Regions from separate parts of the Triticum aestivum genome. Here region 2 is linked to region 1. A link is a contact called in public Hi-C data. All regions are on one chromosome and are shown on one strand. The core of a region is the stretch at or near the end of the contact, and the rest is flanking DNA. Distances in the headings are between cores, read along the strand shown.

What was found. Hi-C and Micro-C count contacts between places; a contact is called where the count stands out from the background.
Region 2: a contact with region 1 is called in a Hi-C map of leaf, with 5 times the contacts expected there. The contact joins the promoter of LOC123090952 here to the promoter of LOC123090947 in region 1. A contact is called at or near these places in 3 of 5 Hi-C or Micro-C datasets (all in leaf).

The regions. Positions count from the first base shown.
Region 1 is chr4B:52,635,168-52,639,231 of IWGSC CS RefSeq v2.1, forward strand. It overlaps LOC123090947 (GTP-binding protein At3g49725, chloroplastic), which reads right to left and starts at 1,826. Exons shown (of 14, transcript XM_044512315.1): 1 at 1,312-1,826; 2 at 1-32. The coding sequence starts at 1,693.
Region 2 is chr4B:52,899,597-52,903,660 of IWGSC CS RefSeq v2.1, forward strand. It overlaps LOC123090952, which reads left to right and starts at 2,060. Exons shown (of 7, transcript XM_044512322.1): 1 at 2,060-2,461; 2 at 3,081-3,122; 3 at 3,688-3,822. The coding sequence starts at 2,342.

The DNA of each region.
Region 1 (4,064 bases), core at 576-3,075:
ATTATCCACAGTTCCAGGTCCAAAATACGTATCTGGCATGATGAATTGTGAGTTTACATAAACATTTGTAGTCCTGAATAAGCCACATCAATAAGAATACCTAAGTGGGAAGACGAATTTCAAATGCTAGCAAAAATGTTTCGACATGAGTTCTAAAATAACTACAAACAGGCAATGGTACAAAATTCAAGTGCATATATCGACCTTTATAACTCTTAAGTGTATGACCCTCTTGCTTACCAATCCAACTCCAGGATATACGCAACTCTTTTTGGCTGTGTATATCAATCTAGAAGGCAAAGCTCTTAAGTTTTGTGGAGTAACCCTGCACTTTTCGAAAGGGTTGGCAAAAGCAGATCTCTGCTTAAAACCCAAAAAATAATTGATAACTCGCAAGAAGCGCTTTGTATCCTTGCTCTTATGATGAGAACGAGTCTATGAACCCACAGCCTCAACCATCAAAACTGTATGCTCTGCCACTGGAGCTGCGGTGTCACACTCAGTGGCGATTCCACCAGGGAGGCTTCAATAGGCTTAAGCCTACCCTCCAAAATCTTATTAAGCTAAACATACCACTTGACAAGTATATTCTGGTGCTTTACATGCAACAATTGCAATGCATTTGGTAATTAGACTTAGGAAATTTGTGTTTTAAGCCTACCATCCAATGTCCTGCTAGATTCGCCACTGGTCACACTGATGTAACTTTAACACCAAAATCATAAATATGTAAGAAAGAATAAATCACTATGACAAGACTTCAAAATAATAGAACCATTGCATCACAGTGAAACATCTATAGTAACTAAATTCTTGGTGCCAGATTGCAGCTCGCACGACTTCCACTTCATACCATATCAAACAGAGATCTAGCAGCTCTATAGAATGTGATCCATCACCAAATATACCGTAATCTCAGGTAACTTGGACTAAACTACGAGCCATTGAAAGCAGCATTATCCCAATTTGATCAAGTCTGGAATGACTAGGCGAAAGCAATGCATGCATGAGCCATGACCAGCACCCTGCGTATACTACCACAGTGTAGCTTAAACAATCGTGGAAGAACAAGCTAAATGTGCCTCCTCCTACCAACACACAATCCCCTATCAGACAACGAGGTAAATTTAAGTAAGCCTAACTGAGCAGTATAATTCATGCATACTATGCAGATCTTAAGAATCTGGCCACAGTAGTCCCCATAAAAATGGAACTGGAACGCGATTCCTATTCGCAGTTGTCATTGCAACCCCAAAGCAAAAACACTCCCACTTGAGCCAAGCAGTAGGCACGGAGAGGTTAGTTGGGTACCGGCATGGTTGCGGCCGCGGGAGGCTGGGTTCTGGACGACGAGGTGCGGTGGCGCGCCCTTGGCGGCGGACTCGGCGTGCTCGAAGCCGTCGCGGGACTCCTCGAGGGAGCTGGCGAGGTTGAGCGCCTCGGAGAGCTTGGAGTCGAGGAGGGCGCCACGGCGGAGGCGCGGCTGCACCACCAGCAGGCGCGGCGGGTGCGCGGGGTCGCGGGAGAGCACGAAGAGGCCGCGCATGAGGCCCTCGTCCTCGGGCTCGGGGGGCGGCGCGGTAGGGGACGACCGCTTGCCGCGGCCGGTGGAGAGCGCGCGGAGGGGAGGGGTCGCCGGGGAGGGCTGGCGGTGCAGGTGGGCGCCGAGGCGCGAGATGGCGGCGCGGAGCATCGCGGGCGGCGCCGGCGGGGGTCCGGGGATGTAGGGGCGGGTCCACCGGTCGGGCGCGGGGTGACGAGAGAGTGCGCAGCTTTTGCTCGTTTTAGCAAGTTCGGTTTGGCTGGATCGGATCCGATGGCACGTGGCGGTCGGCGAGAGGCCGAGGGAGTCGCTACGACGGTGCGCCGTCGGGTGCGCTCGGCACGGCAAGAGCGGCAGACGATCGTGCCCTGCTGTGAGCTGTGAAATGCGGAAGGTGTCCATAGACCGTCGTTGTGATGTACAGTACTTCATCACCTGCTTTCCAGTTCCTTCGTCTTAAATCTCCGTCGGCCAAAATATTCAAATTCAGTTTCTATAATTAAACGACTGCTAATTATGTTGTGAAACTTCAATTGTGCAGCCTTGACCATCATCGGATGGTTCGTCAGATGAGGATAATGGAAGCACGGAGCTTGATGAGTCAACGCAAAAGGAGTTATTCGAATCGTCTGAGTCGAACGAAGATGTCGAGATGTTGATGATCAATGAGCATCCAGGAGAAAATGGACAGGGAGGTGAAGCACATTCTGAATTTCAAGGATACGATCAAAATGAGAAGAGTTTTGAGTCGGGATGGGGTCGCTGAAGCATGACTACTCTTTAAGGACTATTTCCACCCAGACCAACATCCCCTGATACATGATTTCATTGACACTTCCGTATGCACAAACCATTGTCTTACACGTGGTGGAAGGAGTGGAGGCACATGTTTCCTACTTCAAGCTCACCGGATATTATTGCAGACAACTTTCGTTCTTTGCTACACAGAAGTGCATGCTTGCTATGAGGATGCTTGAATCAGGTACCGCCATCAATGTCGTTCATGCAATGGTCCGGATGGGGGAGAGAATATGCATGAAGACCACTGTGAGATTTGCCCGTGTTGTGGTGCATGTGTTTGGAGCAGAGTATTTGAGAGAACCAAATGCGCAAGATATAGAAAAGTTGATGGCTATTGGGCCAGCAAGAGGCTTTACAGATATGGTCGGTTCAATTGATTGCATGCATTGGCAACGAAAGAACAGCCCAAAGATGTGCATGTGATGTACTAATGTCACACTAAAGAGGCCACCGTCATACCCGAAGCAGTGACATCAAACGACTTGTGGATTTGGCATGTTTGGTTTTCACAACGACATCAATGCACTCCAGCGACCAAAGGACTTTTGCAATGGGGACGCGCCGCCGTGCAACTACCGTGTCAACGGGAATGACTACAACATGGGGTGCTACCTTGCAGATGAAATCTATCCTCAGTGGGTGGCGTTTGTTAAGACCATAATCGATCTCATGGCAACAAACAAAAGGCCACTTTGCATCAATGTAAGAAGCAATCAGGAAGGATGTAGAGAGGGCATTCGGAGTGCTCCGAGCTCGTTGAGGAATTGTTTTATGAGGCTGTAATTGTGTGGGAATTAGAGACTTTGTGGCAACTGATGAGATGTTGTGTCATTTTGCATAATATAATTGTCGAGGACGAGAGTGAAGAGGTAGCCAAAACCCATGATTTCGAGAAACCCGGAGAACAAGTCCACATCTCAGATCAAGATGCAGATCAGATTATGAATTTTCTACATATGCATCAGAATCATCGAAATGATTTTTGTGGAGCATATGTGGATCCACAGTGGAAACTAAGGAGAGGTAGTGTTTGAATTGTGCACTTCAAATACTTTTTGTGCTTGAACTATGTATTCCATGTATATTGGGGATATTACCCACGACCAAGACCCGGCTCATAAGGATAAGCCACCCTGAGGCTTAAGTCATCTTTGGGTTTAAGTCGCCCTAACGTTAAGTCATCTCAGATCCTAACCCGGCTGGTGAGACCCGGCAGGTGAGACCCGGCTGGTGAGACCCGACAGACAGTCTTTAACCCGACAGACAGTTTCTAACCTGACAGACAATTATGACCCGGCAAACAGATTGTGACCCGGCAAATGCATGGAGTCACAAAGATGAGTCGCCCGGGTCTACGAAGCCCACAGAGAGAAGCCCAAGACTTTAAGAAGCCCACGGTGAGAAGTTAGAATAGTTTAAGTCTTAATCTAACTTGGACTCTACATGTAAACCGCCCCTTGAACTTATATAAGGAGGGGCGGGGCGCCCCAAGAGGGTCAGAGTTTTTTAGACGTCTCAATAGACAGGTCTTAGACAAGGTCAAAGTGTTGGGAAACGTAGCATGCAATTTCAAAAAAAATCCTACGCTCATGCAAGATCTATCTAGGAGATGCATAGCACCAAGAGGGGGAGAGTGTGTCTACGTACCCTCGTAGACCATAAGCGGAAGTGTTTGACAACGTGGTTGATGTAGTTGAACTTCTTCTAGCTCCAACCGATC
Region 2 (4,064 bases), core at 810-3,309, 260 kb after region 1:
AACATATGGATCCAAATCAGTCCCTTACGAAGTAGCGCATAAACTAGGGTTTAAACTTCTGTCACTCTAGCAACCATCATCTAATAACTACTCCACGATGCATTTCCTTAGGCCCAAAGATGGTGAAGTGCCATGTAGTCGATGTTCACATGACACCACTAAAGGAATCTCAACATACATATCATCAAAATATCAAACACATATCAAATTTACATGATTACTTGCAACATGACTTATCCCGTGGACTCAAGAGCAAAGGTAACTACTCACACACTCTAGTCACCCACATGTACCAATCTGAGGTTCCGGTACAAAGATTGAACATAGAAGATGAACTAGAGTTTGAGATGAGATGGTGTTGTTGAAGATGTTGATGGAGATTGGCCTCCCAAAGATGAGAGAGTTGTTGGTGATGACGGTGACTTCGATTTCTCCCTCCGGGAGGGAAGTTCCTCCCGCGAATTGCTCCGCCGGAGGGAAAAGTGCTCTTGTCCAAGTTCCGCCTAGACGACGGCGCTCCGTCCTGAAAGTCATCTCCTTTTTTTCTATGTCAAAAAAGACTATATACTAGAAGATGGGCACCAGAGGTGGGCTGGGCTGCCCACCACCCACCAGGACGCGCCCTGGTGTCTCGTGGGCACCCAGTGGCGCCCCTCCAGTAGTTCTTTTCTTCAATATTTATTAAATATTTTAAAATAATTCTCCGTGAAATTTCAGCTCATCTGGAGATGTGCAGAATGGGTATCTCTGATGTAGCTTTTTCAAGTCCAGAATTTCAGCTGTCGGTACTCTCCCTCTTTATGTAAACCTTGCATATTATGAGAGAAAATGCATTAGAATTACTCTATAAAGCATTATTATGCATACAAACATTATAAATAACAGTAGAAAACATGTTGCAAAATGGACGTATCATTGTTGTTGTGCGCCCGCCTTAAAAAAGAGCGGTGTACGTAAATGGAATATGCTAGGGCTCGCAGACACACCTTGAGGGATGTAATTTATTTTTCTTGTCGGTTCTTCAACATGGCAGCGAGACCACTAGCAATAAAAGTGAATAAAAACAGCCACCTTGTTTTTAGAATGAAGACGTTAGAAACAGGCAGAGGGGATCAACACAACTCTACCCCGCACAACTGCCCACTTTGGTTCACCCTTTCATGATACTTCTCATCCTTCGAAAAATTGGGACGCAAGAAACAAGAAAGTTTTACAAGGGCTCGACATTAATGCTTCTGTTTCTATTAGAGTTACCATCGACGATTTGATTATTTGGTCTCATCGACTTAAGTCTGAAAATCTAAAGGGCCACGCCGGTATGTCGCATGAGTTCCTCTCCCACAACAATTGTGAAGTCTGAACATTTGTTGACTTCTGAAATATATTCAGGTGGGACCCCCCCCCCCCCACACACACACACACACATTTCAAAAAGTAAAATAGAACATGTTTCAATTGATCTTTGTGCCAGGGCAACGGATCATCTAGTTCGTGAAGATCGGGCCACCCTAGAGTTTCCCCTATATCAAATATGGTATGTACTCCCTCCATTTGTAATTATAAGACGTTTTAGATGCACATGAATAAAGATGAGTGAATATACACACTAAAACACGTCTGGATACATACAAATCTTAGAAAATACAGTAGAGAAAATCTAAAACATTTTATATTTAGGAACAGAGGGAGTATCTTTTTATATAAAAAAAATCCATATATAAAGTTTCATAAGAAGTACAGCCGTGCATTGTGAACGAGTGTTTGTTTGATCTGGATAAAGTTGATTGGATAAGTGGGTCGAATTGGATCAACGTGGCTATGAACCTACAACCATTTCCCCGACGATCGGGGTCAAATATCCAGATCGAAATCCATGTTAATCCACGCATAGTTTCAGGAAACCAGCCCCTGTCTATCTATCAATCCAAAGCCGCGCGCAAAATAACGGACGGACGAGAAGTGCTCCACGAAAGAATCCAACGGACGCGGAAATCCCGCTTTCCGTGCGGAACACAGCATCGACCGACCGACCGAACCCGTGTGCCGAAAGCGAGATTCCACTCATCCAACGCGTCGCCACGCCATCACTCGGCTGCGGCTCCGCGACCCGTCTCCTCCTCCCCCTCACCGGCCGTCTCCCCGCACCGCCCACCAATCCAACTCCGAATCGTCCTCCCCCCACCCCACCCGGAGGTCTCGCCGGTCGCCGCAGCGCGGCAGAAGCCGGCGGAGAAGCTAACCGAAGCGGCAGAGGGGTTTGATCCGGGAAAGCATGAGCCTGGCCTCCCGCGACCCCCGGCGGCGAGCTCGAATCGGGAGATAGGAATTCGCGGAGGAGGAGATGTCCTCCCCGCAGGAGGGGAAATCCGAGGGCGCTGGGAGGGGGCAGGAGGAGCGGCCTTCCAAGGCCTGGGGGCTGCTCGTCTTCGGCCTCGTCGGCGCCGCCACCGCGACCCTCGCGGTGAGCAACCCACCCACCTTCCTCTCGCTTCCCCTGTTACGTTGTTCAACCAGCTTTGTACATTTAGTTCTTGCTTGTAATAATCGCGGTGTGCGTGATCATGAGCCTCGCTTGCTCGTTTAGTATCATGGCTTCCATGACGATTTGCTCCATTTAGTTCTGGCCTAACTGCAATCTGCTGTACCATTCACAATTCCGCATCAACCCGTCTGTTACGGAAAGCAGCGTTGCTCTTCTGAAGGATTTTGTGTTTCTTATGCTGTTTACAACCTTCTGTGGTTTGAAATACGTACATGGCACTTGACTTGAATCCTGTTAGTAATGCTCTTGAACCACCCCACACTGCTCGCTCTGTTGATCCAAAGCGAGGCCCTCCTCTCGAGATTACACGAGCACTGCAAATGGGTAAATGTTATGCTTAGGACTGTACTACCACACTTCCTCCCTTGCGTGCGAGGTGTGTTGCTACGACCTGTCAGTTATATGAGGTTACTGCCAATTGCTTGGCCTCTTTGTTATCTTTGTGATATTCAACTTGCTCGAAGATAAAAGGTGTCTTAGTATCTTCTGCTACATTTCATTTGATCGACATTTTTATTTGTATTTTCCTCTGTGACAGGTTGGCCACGTTCGTAAAAGTGTTGATTGGTTCTACACTCAGGTACCTTACTTAAGTCAATGTTATTTTCTTCTTCGATTTGCCCCTTCTAAACTGTCGGAAACGGCATTTTAGATCATCATGATTGGTGGTTGTGAGCTTGTTTACCCCAAATTTGTGTTTATGTCTAGAGTCTTCAGCAATACTATGTTTTGTAGTTCGTTGTTTTTTATGGGAAATAGCAGAAGGATCCTTAGGTGGATGTAATGGTCTGATGAGAATCATCATCTTGCTCTCTAAAATTTAGTACTGTTTGGTGTTTAAGATCTTGCCAAGGCTAGCCTCTCGTCATTGTCTTTGGCCTATACTAGTACTAAGATAGACCATCTAGCGATTTCCACAGGAAGAAAACTGCCGTGCTTTCTCTAAAGCTCACTTTTGTATTGCCAGAATTACATTGGTTCAGTTATTAGTCCAATGTGAACTCTACTTTGAAGACATAGGGAGAACCAATAGGGGATGACGAATTTATCATCCTGTACTCAGTTATACGCTCAGTTTTCGTTGCCTTTTGACTTCTAAGTGTTTATTTATATGCTCCTTTTTCCTGCTGCTCTTCCGTCAAAAGCTGAATAAGGTGCAGACAACATCATCTTGGAGGAAGACAAGTAAAAGCTCCACCGGTGGAACTTTTAGTGACGATGCTAGGAGAAGATATTATCAACGTATGCAGCAGGAATTTGAGGATGAACAGGAAAGAGTTGTGAGTTCATTGAACTGTTCACACTATTTACCCTTTTAGAAATTAGAATTTTTGAAATTATGCTCGCTATATATATGTTGTTGCCTCAGAACATTGCCTGCGGTAAATGTAATGTGAATCCATGACAAATTGCATTGTGCTAAATTAGTAACTTCTTGTCCTAAGTCCTAACCCCAACTTTAGTTTCTCAAACATTGCCCTAAGAGTTACTGACTCTGTTTACTCCTCCAGTATGCTGATTT